2 separate regions of the Ctenopharyngodon idella genome follow, and region 2 is linked to region 1. Evidence: chromatin contacts called from public Hi-C data. All regions are on one chromosome and are shown on one strand. The core of a region is the stretch at or near the end of the contact, and the rest is flanking DNA. Distances in the headings are between cores, read along the strand shown.

Region 1 (7,568 bases), core at 182-2,681:
CAAGAGTGATGTAGAAGTATTCACTCTGAAGCTTACACTGGCGATGTACCTGAGAGAAAATGGATTTTACAGTAAGTGATCTAATTTTTGGCGGTAAGTGATCTAATTCTTGTCAGTAAGAAAAAAAGTGATTTAAAGCTTGTTGTTTTGCTGAACATCACAGTTATATATGATATGAGAATAGTAAGGCCTGTAGTTAGAGAGTACATGTTATTTAAGGAAAACAATTATATTTTTAGAATGACTTTTTTTTTTTGTCAAACCTAGTCTGTGGGGTAAAACGCCCCCAGGGGGCATCGCTTCCCACTGTCATAATTACCGTAGTTACCATGTTCTGAACACCACATACTTTGTTTTTCCATCAAATGTAATCTAACTAGGTGGTTGATAAAATATCTGGATTTTATATTTAAAAATTACCTCGAGATCGCATCAGCTAGCTAGCTAGTTAGCTAGCCAGTTAGCATCAGCTAACAATATTCTTCAAATAGGCTGATTTTCAGCATGGTTCATTAGTAAATATTCATATTTATCTACTGTTATTTTGGCTAGTATCACTATATTAATTGCAATTTCGATAGTGAATCCTGCATTTATATGTAGATGTTAGGCTAATTAACCCTTCGCAAAGACCCGCCCCCCTTAGTTACAGTTGCTTTGTCCGGCAAGCCATGGCGCTGTCACGCCACACAGCGTGAAAAATACATCGCGGAGCAAAGAGGAAACTGACAACACGTCGGCAGACAAGACAGAGCAGGTTACTTATTATATTAAACAAAGTCCCAGCTTTCAAATTGTGTCATTTTTTAAGAAATTTGTACAATAAAACCCGTTTTGTGGCTCTTTAATGTGTCGTGACAGATCGCTATAGCGCCTCAGATCAGGCGGCTCGTGAACCGATCATCTCTTCTACTAGTTAATTTATAGCAGCAAATAAACAATGAACATGAGAAGGAATGTCGTTTCAAACGCGAAAAAAAGTCAGTAGCTACACATCATTTTTCAAGTCCACAGAGGTTAATCTTCTAACGTTAACTCCGGACTGCTTTGTCGGACAAAATGGCGGATTCGGCGTTATGATTGGTTAGATAGCTTGTCAATCAAACTCCCAGCGAAGGGTCAATTGGTCATCGGTCCTCTTAGCAGCATGAAAAACAATACTTTTATTCAATGGATTATAGCTATATAGCTTCGAAAGCGCTCACTTTACAATCACTAAAAGCTGTCACTCATCTCAGTTCGCGATCTCACGACATTCCATTAATCAATAAAGTTGTATACTGCATAATTAATATCTTACTTACATCGTGCCTTTCTTTGTTAATGAGAGGATTCGCGAAAGCGAGCAGAACTCATCACTGAACAAAAACTCCGGCGTTTTGAGCGGTGAGTGGATTCTAACTTACACCTCTGATTGGGCGTTGCATTCTAGAACCGCTGCAAAAACACGCTGGATGCGTCCGAAATCGCGTACTACATTTGAATTTGAACGTACTCCCCGACCGTTAAAAAAGTACGTTTTATATAGTATGAATATGGGTAGTATGAATGGAATTCGGACGTACTACATCCGCCAAGTTAATGTTGTCACGTGTCATGCGTCGTCACAACAGCGCGAAAATTTAAAGGGCCCGCTCTACTCCGCTTTCATCGGCAATGTTTTTATTAATGCTTACCGCTTTCATTTTTGTTTTATCGTCGATTCAATCAACAGCTCAAAGGAATCGTCGGGCAGCTGCTCGCAGATCACGCTTTCGTCAACAGCTTGTTTGTCAAAGTATAATCACCTATTTAGCTAGCAAATTTTACCTCAGAATAAAAAGACATGTCTGTGAACATCATGACAGAGGCTGATTTTGAGCAACGAAATTAAGTTGTTATAAATGAACGCATATAAAAATACACAAGAGAAATAAAAGACACATGAATCAATAAACTTGAAAACATATATATAAATAAATAATGTGTAGATAGATATAGACAGAGAGGGAGAGAGAAATACACACAACATATACATAGCCTAAATATTATATACAATATATACATAAATAAATACAATGGTAATAATAAAGAGTATATACATATTCTAGAAAAAAAAAAAAAATATATATATATATATATATATATATATTTACATAACATTTACAAACTGTGAGCCCTACAATCTACTGCCGCCTGAATGTTGCTGTCCATTAAGTTTTCTAATCTCATTAAACTGCTTAACAACGAACGTCTCCGATAGCACAGCGTCCATCGTATGCCTACTACAGAATTCGGGTCGGAAGCAGTAGGTCATCCGGGTACTTCTCGCCGACTGTTTTTCGAATACTATGAATTCGGACATACTACTCGCCTCGCATACTGTTTTTCGCATACTATATAGTAGGGAAGTATGCGATTTCGGACGCAGCCGCTGTAAATATTTGTGATCAAACATTAATCGGCGGACCCCCGGTTGAAGACCCTTGAAATAGTCCTTTTATAGACTCATGCACTATAATCCAAGTCTTTGTCTGAAAAAGACCCAAACTTCACTGGTTATTCATTGAAATCACTTCCAACGTAACTGTCGAATCTCATTTTAGTAAATCAAGATAAACTAAATGAAAATAAGAAATGTTGCCTTGGCAAAAAGTTTAAAATGAGAACTTTTTTAGGTACCTATAATAACCATGATACAGACCGAAATTAAAGTTGTTATTCATTGAAAATCTCTATGGTTTTCAAATCTCATTCACATCAACATATTCAATATGAACACAAATAACTAAAACTGAAATAAAATTAATAAAAATGATGTACAAAACAATAAGACTAAAACACACAAAATTACTAAAAGTTTAACTAAATGTAAAATGAAAATAGAAAATATTTAAATATATATATATATATTTTTTTTTTTTTATTTTTTTTTTTTTATTTTTTTTTTTTGCCATTCTTAAAGCTCTGGAGCATTTGCACATTTGCTTTCACTGTACTGAAAAGACATATTTTATACAAAACAAAACAAAACAAAAATCCTTATCTTTTTGTGTTTTACTGCAGAAGCATGTCATCAATGTTCGGAACAGCATAAAAGTGAGAAAATAATTTTCATTTTCGGGTGAACTTTTGTTTTAAAGGACAGCTGTGCAGCTGGAAAACACACTCAAAAATACATAATTCACAAATATACACATAGTGATAAAAAGTCCCAGAGCTTGTATAATTCTGTATTGTTGACCTTTTTTCTCTCCAGTCTCCAGGCATGTAATGCTGCACGACTCACACACCACTTATCCAAAGCAAAAGAGATCATCTGCCCAACATTATTGGGCTAAATGCTTTTCAACTGGATATCTATTTTCAGGAATTGCGTAAGCAAAGAGTGTTCTGTTTTAAATGGTTCTGTAACGTATGCCCCCATATCACATAATTGAATTGACTAGCACATGTTGGTGGAAAGACATGAAACCAATCCGTAGCGTACGCAATCTGGTGTAGAGAACTGAGCCCAGGCAAAATTACATAAGAAATGGGGGCATCAAAAAAGGTAAAGAAAGAAAGAATGAATTAGATGACTAGATAAACAAAGCAGCAGAGAAGTAGAAGGAAAAAAGGAAATAGTAAGAAACCAAAACAAGCATTTCAGTTTTGACATTTTGACATGTCTATATTCATATGTTGACAAGGAGCATCAGTAGTGAGATGTTCATGAACAACATTAACCTTTTCATTGTGTGGATGGCATAAAGAGATAACCTTCTGCTTTGGAACGTCTGCTTCTTCTCCGTCTTATCTGCTCAGTTCAGAAAGGGCTATAGATATGCCTCAGCTGCGTTCACTTTTATTTGTTTCGTCAGTTTTCTGAAGGGATACTAGAACACAAAGTCTAATATTTGTTTGTGATGTTATGGATAAATGCTTCAGACTTTGATGTTCGGTTTGTACAAAATTTACACAAATTCTTACTTGCAAAAATGTAACATGTAGGCTAATCTTGTGTATCGTACAGTATTGTGTATCGTATGCCTGCTTCTCTTTTGCAGAAACCAGCCTCACAATAAAGTTTCTTTGTGGCATAAAAAAGCTGAGCAGCAGCAAAAACAAAACAAAAGAAAACCTAAAATACAATTTAAATCAAACAAGCAAGCAAACACAACAGGTTTATCTTTGAAGTAGACTTGCTAAACAGCAGTAAACATTAGCAACAGACACATTTTGTAGTTTATGGTGGTCAAAATCGCCCTCTAGTGGTCATAACTGTCTGCAGACACTCGCGTGCACAGATACACTGATATATGTTTATAACACTGGGGTTAAAACAACCCAAGTTGGGTTGAAAATGGACAAACACAGCATTTGGGTTGTTATAACCCATCAGTTGGGTTAAATGTTTGCCTAACCTGCTGGGTAGTTTTATTTATTCAACTATTGTTTAAAAATGACTGTATTGCCTGCTTAAAATGAACCCAAAGTATGTTGGAAATTAACATTTATTAATATGTTTAATAAATAAACATTTATTAATAATTTTAATGAATAATAATTCAACAATAAACATGTATTAAATTGCTTATTAATAAATGTTCACCTTTTGAGTATTATTGTTGCCTCTAGTAATTATGTGTCTGATTTTTAATTGGTCATTTTAAGCCAGCCATATAGTCATTTTCCACTGTATTAATTGTGTCTTTATACTTGAAAATATATAACAGTCTTTTAATTTTTCGGATGAGGGTCCCTTGCATGAGGACAACCATATTTGGGGATCCGTGGCATCTAAAAGATCAGAATCACCTGACCTACATTACTGAGTATCACTGTTCTTCTGTTCAGTGATACACGGGTCACCAACTAACCATATATAAGACTGACAAGGCAATTAGCATTTGATAATTATTATAAATAAGTAGCCTATTATATACAGTTTTTTTTTATGATTGCTTAAGCACAATTTTAAAAACAAGGCTCATTTTGTCAAAACACTACACACAATTCACAGATCCACACACACAAGTAGCAGAACACCAAAATGAAACACTTCATTCAAAACTTTACATTAATTTAACAAAACCAAACTTTGACACCGTATGGAGCACACATGGTTCATACAGTCTGATTCTGTTTGATTCATTTACACACTGCTGTGCTCAATCTTAAACACTTTAACTTTTATACTTTTCTAATGATATAGTCTGGGTTTGATTTTTTCAGAGATATTGTTAGAGTAAAGTACATGAATATATTGACAAAAAACAAACAAACAAACAAATAAACACACAAGATCAGTACTGCACACTGATGAAAATATTTATTTCTCACCACTTTGTAAAACCGTTCAATACATCCATGCCTTTCCAAAGGTTACATTTTACACTGAAAATCAGGACATATTCTAAATACAATATAGTACACGAACAAAAACATTTGTGGAGACAAAACAAAAGCATGACTTTAAATGAAAAAAAAAAAAAAAAATAGAAAAAACACCTAAGCATCATCTCTTGGCCTAGCTGGATCTGGCAATAGCACTTCATCCACATCACAGGTGATGTCCTCTCACGCAAGACAGCGAGGGAAGAATCTTCTTGAATCCATCCTTGCACAGACCCTTCATCAATTAGGTCAGGCCTTCTCCATGGCTTGAATGAGGGATATCCTGACATAGGGCTGGAGATAGTAAACCTGCCATGCCAAAAAAAAAAAAAAAAAAAACTCTCCTCAATGGGTTTAAGGAAGGGACAGTATGGTGGGAGGTACTGGAGTGAAAATTGTGGACGCTTCTGAAACCAGGTTTGGACCAGAGCAGATAGGTGGAAATATACATTGTCCCATATGACAATGTATCCATTTGGTCTCCTGCTGTGATGATTTTGTGTAGTCTTTCTAAAATGTAAATATATGGGCCGTGTTGTAAGGGCCTAAGTTGTCATGCTGGTGGAGGACCTCATTCTGCGTGATTGCAACATACATTGTGATGTTAACACTATGTTGGCCCGGGACATTCAAAATAGCTCTGTGGCCAATGATGTTTCTCCTTCTCTCTCTTACTGCAACATTGCCTTCCATTTTATTGAAGACACAAAACTCACCTTTTGCCTTTTTATAGTACTTGCATCTGATTGTTGAGTTTACAGTTAAGCACCTAATTGTCTGAACACCTGACGGCCATGTTTGATCAATTGGTTTATAGGGGTGGTATTTTGGAAAGCAGTGTCTTGAAATGGCAAAGAAGTGACATTATGTTAGATTTCTGTGTCTAATGTAGAGTGTTTAGTGTTGTGCAAAAAGTGTGAGGCTGAGAATGTGCTTATAGTTGTGCAGATCTGGGCTAAGGTTTTGCTCCTTGAGTGTAAGGTTTCAGTAACTGTGTTATTTTAGTGTGTAAGCAATCGTAAAAAAATTGTAAGTCATATAGATTTCCATATACAGAATGTTTCTGAACAATGGCAGCAAGAAAAAAAGAGCAGTCCAAGTTTTAAGAAAGCCAACAGTATTGAGTGGGTAAGATCTGTGTAAGTGAAGCATGAGAGTCGCTTATGATCCAGCAGATAAAAATGATGATGGCCAAACAAGATTTGAGTATAAGGAATAATATAATAATTGTGTATGTGTGTGTGTGTGTGTGCGTGTGCACGCATGGCATTTGTATATTCATTGTGTACATTATATGTATCTCAAATAACACAGATTTAAGCTTAGATGTTAATTGAGGAATCTGTCATATGCTGAAGAGGATGGGATGTTCAGGGGCTGGAGTAAAGCAGCGATGTCTGAGATACCAAGCTCCCAATCAGTTTGTCACATGGCACTGCGAGGATGCCAGTGTCGCCTAGAGGGACTTTATGCACAAAGCTCTTCCTTTGGACACAGTCAGTTAAGCACTGACGTTGGATGTATATACATGGTATATTGATCACAGAGCATCTACTCATTCCTATTTAGATTAGATAGAGAAGGAAAAATAATACAAAAAGAGAGGGAACAAAAAACAAAATAAGAACAAGAAGAGAGCAAACAACTCCCTTTTTCAGGTCAGCATTACATCAGCACCAGAAGGTGCATTCATTCTGCAACCTGTAATAGAGTAGACTTTTTGTCAAGCCATTTTGTAACGAAAATTAGGTCTTTAGTTCTAAAGTATGTCATTTTAGCTTATTATGAGGGTTATCTTAGCAGTGAGTATTTTTGGAGTTAAAGCAAAAAGTTCAGTTCCCATTCAGACGGTTACGTTCGGCGTACGTCAGACAGACGAATAGGAATCTCACTAGAGAGGCCAATCAACTTCGAGTGTAACTAAAACGAGCCAATGCACATTGGCATGCAATCATTTGCAGCAGCTGCTGTGCCACACAGCGCGGGTACATAATGAGCAGCAGGTGCAATGCATTTCTTAGCTTTTCACTTCGGAGCCGAGTGGTTCATGTCTTCTGCTCTCCCACAAACAGTGTTTTCTAAAAGAGTCAGCTTTTCAGGAGGAAGCTTCTCTTCAGTGTTGGCATAGAGCATGGCAGCGGGGTTGATATCCTTCTCTTTTTTCTCTTTGTGTTTTCATTTCTTTTGCCTTAATTGAGCTAAAAGCTGTC
Region 2 (7,384 bases), core at 118-2,617, 140 kb before region 1:
TTTGCCCCCCATATCTCCTCGGTCAAGTCCAAATCGTTCCTTATAGCCTCCAAGTCGGTGTTCAGCCGCAGACCGATGTACAAGCTGGTGTCGAGTTGGGTCCTGATCCTCTCCTCTTCCAAAAGCAAGTCGCCGTCATCCACCGCTGAAGATCCTGCATCATTTTCTTGAGTTGGGACCGCTTCTTGAGAAGTGGTTTCAGCGTCTTTATTCGCGAGTTCCTCGTGCCTTCTTTTCATCCATCTCTGGTTGAGTTCCTCTTGTATCTCAGTTGTGATGCTCTCCATGAGGGCCTCGTGCTCAGCCAGCTCTTCTTGCAGTTTGATGACCTCCTCGCATCTCTGAGCGTATTCCTCAAACTGTGCGAGAGCTTCTTCAGGGCTGGTTTTGTCCCCCTCACCAACTTTATCAGGGTTGGCGTCCACTAAATACGTATCCTGAACATAGTTGATCCCGTGCATCTTCATTCTATCAAAATGAACTTTAGCCTCATACCTGTCGATTTCCCTGTCGAGCTCTTTTATCCTCTGAATCTGCTGGCGGATGGTGTGATCTTGAGAAATGACCAGGTGCACAAGGGTCTCCATCTTCTCCATACATGATGCGTCCTTGGATGCAGCCTGAGCTCTTTTCTTGTTGATTTTATCCAATTTTCTGAACGCTTTCCTTACTATCCGTCTTTGTTTCTCCTGTGACAGAGCCATGGTCACTCTTGCGGTCCCCTTGTAGACACACGGGCTCTCCTTGCTGAGAACGACGCGCGCCTCTGCGCTCCGCGGCCCGTTGCTCGGGAGAGATGCCTCGTTTTTCACCAGCACGAACTGGACGTTTTCTTGTTCCTCTCCCCACGCGCCCCACAGTCGCAGGATCTTGGTCTTGTTCGGTAAAATCCTTTCGAACCCTCTCCACTTCTCCACGATGCAGTAGGACTGAGGAGACCCCGAGAGAGACACGCGCGGCTCCAGGTTCTGCTCCTCCAGTAAAACCCCGATCACATCTGCGCAGGTCGTGCGTTTCGACAAGCCCGACACGAGCTTCTCCTCGCGACAAACCCACACTGAAATTTTACTCTCCTCTGCCTCCATCTCGCAGACTGATAGTTAATGTCCCAGTAAAAGTTTCCTGGTGCAGGAAATTATTCAGGTGAAGTGAAAACTATTATGAAATAGAAATATTGTATGAGATGTCAAGGGTTAATCCACACTGTTGAAAAAAAAAAAAAAAATGTTGTTTCGGTCCGTAAACGAATTAAAGAGTTCCTCATGCTCCAGAGTTGTCAGGTTTGGCAGCCCTCATGTGTGTCTCTCAGTCTCTGTGGTGAATGAGAGCAGACGGGACAGCGCTGCTGCGAGTGCACTACACTGATCACATGACCTACACCGCTGCCACTCTCTCTAGCCTATATGAGCCATTCTACAGACTTGAGTCTTTTTCCACAAATTTTGTATGTATGCAAATTGTATAATATCCAAGGTACACATTTCTAGTAATTGTGCTGTTAATTCTCATATTGTATTTTTTAGAAAGTTTTGGAATATTTTTCCTCTCCCCAAATGTGTCACTACCGAAACACAATAATAAATCATTTAATTACATTGAGCTGTTAAAATTTTATGACATGTACCTTGTGAATATATATATATATATATATATATATATTTGCCATTTTTAAAAAAAGTTTTCACAGGTAAATCAATAACAGTTACAATTTTAACAATATTTCATGTGTAAATTATGAGATTTGTTGTATTTTGAATCCAATCTTTCTTTGTAAAAGGCATAAAGTTTATTGTTACTACTCATTAGTTTGAATATACATTGAACCAAACACTATAATAACATCTTAGTTGATAATTCAATATACTTTATATTTGACAAAACTTCCCATGTTTCGGTCGTGACTGCACATTTTCGGTAGTGACAGTAATGTGTCGGTAGTGACCACATCACATTACAGGATTTTAACTCACATACTAAAACATACTAAAATACTTATGATTTGCATAACTGTACTAAAATTTTGTTAATTTCCCCCAAATAAACAATTATGTGTCCCCTTTTGTCACTACCAAAACAATGATGACATGTTTTGGTCATGACTGTTTCGGTAGTGACAATTTTAGATACTAATCAGAGATACTATTCTAGATATTTCTGAGCCTAGCTCAAAGATGCCAGTAATGGTTAGCTAGCACAGTTCTGAACAGTTGTACACACATCAAAACTACATTTTATGGAATAACACCCAAAAAAAACGAAAACATACATTGTTTCGGTGACATGAAAATGCGGGACACATTTTTTACATAAAGTTTCATGATTTAAAAATAAAATATAAAATAATTCTTTGTAGGATCTTAGTAAGCATCTAAAATTTGAATACTTAAATGCTTTTTAAATGTGTTTTTTGGTTGTGAGACAGCAGTTTGCACCAATTCTGTAGAATAGCCCATATATTATGTATAGGTTTATAAGATAGGTATGGTGTGCACTTCTATTTAGATGGCATAAAATAAAAATCTCTATTTAAAATATTTAATAAAAAACATTTAAGTAAAACAAAAAATGAAGCAAGGAAATGAAAACACTGGATAAAAGATGAAGGATCTGATAAGTTGTTTTGATTGTTGACACAAAAATGAATGATAAACTCAGGGAATTCATATATCATTTCACAGGATAATCATATTAATTTATCACAGTCATATGTAATATTGACTTTTGTGAAACTCACTTGGGATTCATTTCCTTTTTTTTATTTTTTATTGAACAAATACCCTAAGTTTCCATAAAAACACATATATTCATTTTATAGCCTAATTATTATTTTGTTTTGGTTGTTATTAATTATTTTGCATAATTTTTTATGATGCAATGACCAGTATCATTTTGTGACATATATCCGAGTGAAACGGCTTCTCGAAGAAGAAAAAATGTAGGGCGGGACTTCATTTTATCCACTGGGAATTGATTGGATGTTTGTGGTTTGCTATTGGTGGATCTCATGTAAGTGACAGGTCGCCCCGCCCTCGCGCCAGTAAACACGTCATCAGAGAATACAAAGATTACAAAGGCATATGAATTGAAAAAAAAAGAAAAAAAAAAGACAAAAACAGTAATGCACAGATAAATCATTTATAATAAATACTGCAATATACAATAAGAACGGTTCATTTTGATTTCATGGTCAACAATAAGCAATACATTTTCTTTCAGTATTTATGCAACTTTTCATGTTGCTCAAGTCCTTTATTAACAGATACAACTTATGTTTTTAATAATGTATAAGTAAATGTTGAGATTAAGATAAAATAATGTTAATACAGCCTAGGCCTATATGCTTCAGAGCATTTTCCTTGTTAGTTCATGTTTACTATTTGTATTAACCTTATTGTAAAGTGTTACACATGCTTTTATTCTGTGAGAAAATAGTGGATAACAGGAGGTTTACAGAGACTAAAGATGTATTTGGCTGGTCATGTGATATCAGTATGTCCCCATAAGGCACATCTCTAGGTACAATAAATCAGCTTTTATCAGGCTATGACTGGAGTCATCTCATGTGAGTGGACATGATTTAAAGTACTATTCACCTTTAACCTGAGTGCATCTTTAACCTGCAGTTTCCAAAACAATAGAAACAAGCAGCCTCTCTCTGGTTCACAAACGCCTGCCTTCTGAACAGAGTTACTGCTGAACATGCCTGAAACAAACCTTGTGAAGGACAGTTTGTCTGCTAAATTATTTTAGTATTTGCATTTTTGTGTTGTTTTAATCTCGAAGGCCAAATCTAAGTTGGGGTATTTGCTTCTTCAAGCTTGGAGTACTTAAAACATGCTGCTGCACTGAGAATCACAACACAAACACCTGTTTATCCTGTAAGCAAATGAATAGCCTAACTGTAAACTGTACAATGAGTTTATATGCTCATATTTTATTTGTTGGTAAAAGAAATTCGAATTTAGGGTCAAACCAGATCTAATTAAGATTAAAGGACCATAATCCTTGTAATAAAGCGAACTGCATGATCATTGTAAAAGTATGTTTTAAAACTTCATCTCTTCATATAAAAAAAAAAAAAAAAAAAAAGTTTAACCGCTTCCTGAGAACGATCCTGCAGTGACACCTGCTGTTCACTCTCATTACTGCAACATTCACAATTACAGCTTTACACATAATTTCCAAAACTATGGCTCTACACACAAAACCACAAAACATGCACACAACATGCAAAACGTCACACATCTATAGCAAACGCAAACACTTCATTCAAAACTACTTTTTTACAAATGGTGTTTTTGCATAGTAACTCTACACTCAAACCATCAATTTATTAGCCATATACACAACAAACTACACACAGATGTAAAAAAAAAGAAGAAAAAAGAAAAAGAAAAACACTACTCTATTGTGTCTTTTGCTTGTTGAGTGTGAACTGAACTGAACTGAATCAACACTGATCTGACTTGAGCTGAATAATGACACTAATGGCTTGTTAGAATTTGAATATGTTGTGAAGCTGCTTTGAAAATCTGAATTGTATAAAGCGCTATAGAAATAAAGGTGACTTGACACATATTCAGTATATATTTACAAAATACAGTTTTTTACGATTGCTTACACACTAAAAATAACACTTACTGAAACCTTACACTCAAGGAGCAAAACCTTAACCCAGATCTGCACAACTATAAGCACATTCCCAGCCTCACACTTTTTGCAAAACACTAAACACTCTACATTAGACACAGAAATCTAACATGTCACTTCTTCGCCATTTCAAGACACTGCTTTCCAAAATACCACCCCTATAAACCAATTGATCAAACATGGCCGTCAGGTGTTCAGACACTTAGGTGCTTAACTGTAAACTCAACAATCAGATGCAAGTACTAAAAAAAGGCAAAAGGTGAGTTTGTGTCTTCAATAAAATGGAAGGCAATGTTGCAGTAAGAGGCAGAGGGAGAAAAATCATTGGCCACAGAGCTATTTTGAATGTCCCGGGCCAACGTAGTGTTAACATCACAAGCATGACAACTTAGGCCCTTACAACACGGCCCACATATTCACATTTTAGAAAGACTACACAAAATCATCACAGCAGGAGACCAAATGGATACATTGTCATATGGGACAATGTATATTTCCACCTATCTGCTCTGGTCCAAACCTGGTTTCAGAAGCGTCCACAATTTTCACTCCAGTACCTCCCACCATACTGTCCCTTCCTTAAACCCATTGAGGAGTTTTTTTTTTTTTTTTTTTTTGGCATGGCAGGTTTACTATCTCCAGCCCTATGTCAGGATATCCCTCATTCAAGCCATGGAGAAGGCCTGACCTAATTGATGAAGGGTCTGTGCAAGGATGGATTCAAGAAGATTCTTCCCTCGCTGTCTTGCGTGAGAGGACATCACCTGTGATGTGGATGAAGTGCTATTGCCAGATCCAGCTAGGCCAAGAGATGATGCTTAGGTGTTTTTTCTATTTTTTTTTTTTTCATTTAAAGTCATGCTTTTGTTTTGTCTCCACAAATGTTTCTGATTGTGTAATATATTGTATTTAGAATATGTCCTGATTTTCAGTGTAAAATGTAACCTTTGGAAAGGCATGGATGTATTGAATGGTTTTACAAAGTGGTGAGAAATAAATATTTTCATCAGTGTGCAGTACTGATCTTGTGTGTTTTTTTTTTTTTTCAACATATTCATGTACTTTACTCTAACAATATCTCTGAGAAAAAAAAAAAAAAAAATCAAACCCAGACTATATCATTAGAAAAGTATAAAAGTTAAAGTGTTTAAGATTGAGCACAGCAGTGTGTAAATGAATCAAACAGAATCAGAATGTTTGAACCATGTGTGCTCCATACGGTGTCAAAGTTGGGTTTTGTTAAATTAATGTAAAGTTTTGAATGAAGTGTTTCATTTTGGTGTTCTGCTACTTGTGTGTGTGGATCTGTGAATTGTGTGTAGTGTTTTGACAAAATGAGCCTTGTTTTTAAAATTGTGCTTAAGCAATTGTAAAAAAAAAAAACTGTAAATGGAAATGCAAGGGTGAAAAATGTAGATTTGTTTCTCAGAACATTGAGTTTTGGTTTCTAAGTGAACAAATTATGTGTTTTCACACATGATCAGTGGGTGCAGGTAATCGGTAAATTAGTGTGGCATTTAAATGACAAAATGAAACGAGCTGTAGATCTGAGTGTCTAATGCAGAGAACCGTGTTTAGCATTTTGCAAAAATGCTGTTTTACAATTGCAAACTGAGTGTAAGACTATGTCTGAAAATTAGTTACATGAGTGAATGGTTTCACTGAGCACCACTTTTAGTGTGTAAGCAATTTTAAAAAAATGTAATACCTGTAAAATACCGCCCCTAGTGTTCACTGCTATTACTTTAACTACATGTAGTGCACGAAAGGGCCATACATATTAATGCCTACAGCTTTCAAATATGCATTAAAATAGACATTTTTATGCGTTTAAATTATGCACAAAAGTTAAAGGTAAAGTTTGTAATATTTCTTAACATACAATACATTTAATTCACTATTTCACAGCTGTATTGGAGTAAACAGTAGCCTAATTGTGCAGATACAAGACATGCACTAAATGTGTAGATTTTCATAAATGATATTTCACCCCAAAAATTTGGTCATCATCAGACAGTTGACGGTAGCCATTGTCTTCCATAATATTTTTTTCCCTAATATGGATGTCAATGGCTACCGTCAACTGTCTGGTTACTGACATTCTTCAGAATATCTTCTTTTGTGTTCAGCAGAAGAAAGAAACTCATACAGGTTTGGAACAAGTTGAGGGTGAGTAAATTATGACAAAATTAAAATTTTTGGGTGAACTATACCTTTTACTTTGTTTTCAAAGCCTGTTCCTAGAAGTGGCGACAGAGGGCGCTGCAGACTGGTAGATAATTTACTACAATCCATCCCTGCGAGAACATCGATTACAAGCGCCATTCTAAAACCTTAAAGGGATGGTTCACCCCAAAATGAGAAATTTAACGCATTACACGTCATTACAAAACTGTACGGCACTGGTCTTCAACCCTGCTCCTCGAGGCCCACTGACCTGAAAATGTTATATCTAACTTGCTTCAGCTTGTGATTTTCAAGCAACCCTGAAGATCTTGATTAGCTGATTCAGATGTTTGATTAGGGTTGGAGCTAAACTCTGCAGGACAGTGGGCCTCCAGGAGCACGGCTGAAGACCTCTGCTGTATGGCTTTCTTCTGTGGAACATTAAACGATATTCCAAACATTCCACAGAAGAAAGTCATTCAGGTTTGGAATGGCATGAGGGTGAGTAAATAATGACAGAACTTTAATTTTTTGAATAAACCCTTTAAATAAAAGAGGGAAAGATAAC

Evidence for each region. A called contact is a pair of places that touch in the nucleus more often than the background predicts.
Region 2: a Hi-C map of muscle shows a contact between it and region 1, with 8 times the contacts expected there. The contact joins the promoter of rassf10b here to the promoter of parvab in region 1. A contact is called at or near these places in 2 of 2 Hi-C or Micro-C datasets (both in muscle).

What each region holds. Positions count from the first base shown.
Region 1 is chr7:45,518,579-45,526,146 of HZGC01, reverse strand. parvab (parvin, alpha b) reads right to left here and starts at 1,431. Exons shown (of 13, transcript XM_051900832.1): 1 at 1,305-1,431.
Region 2 is chr7:45,654,117-45,661,500 of HZGC01, reverse strand. rassf10b (Ras association domain family member 10b) reads right to left here and starts at 1,367. Exons shown (of 1, transcript XM_051900008.1): 1 at 1-1,367. The coding sequence starts at 1,085.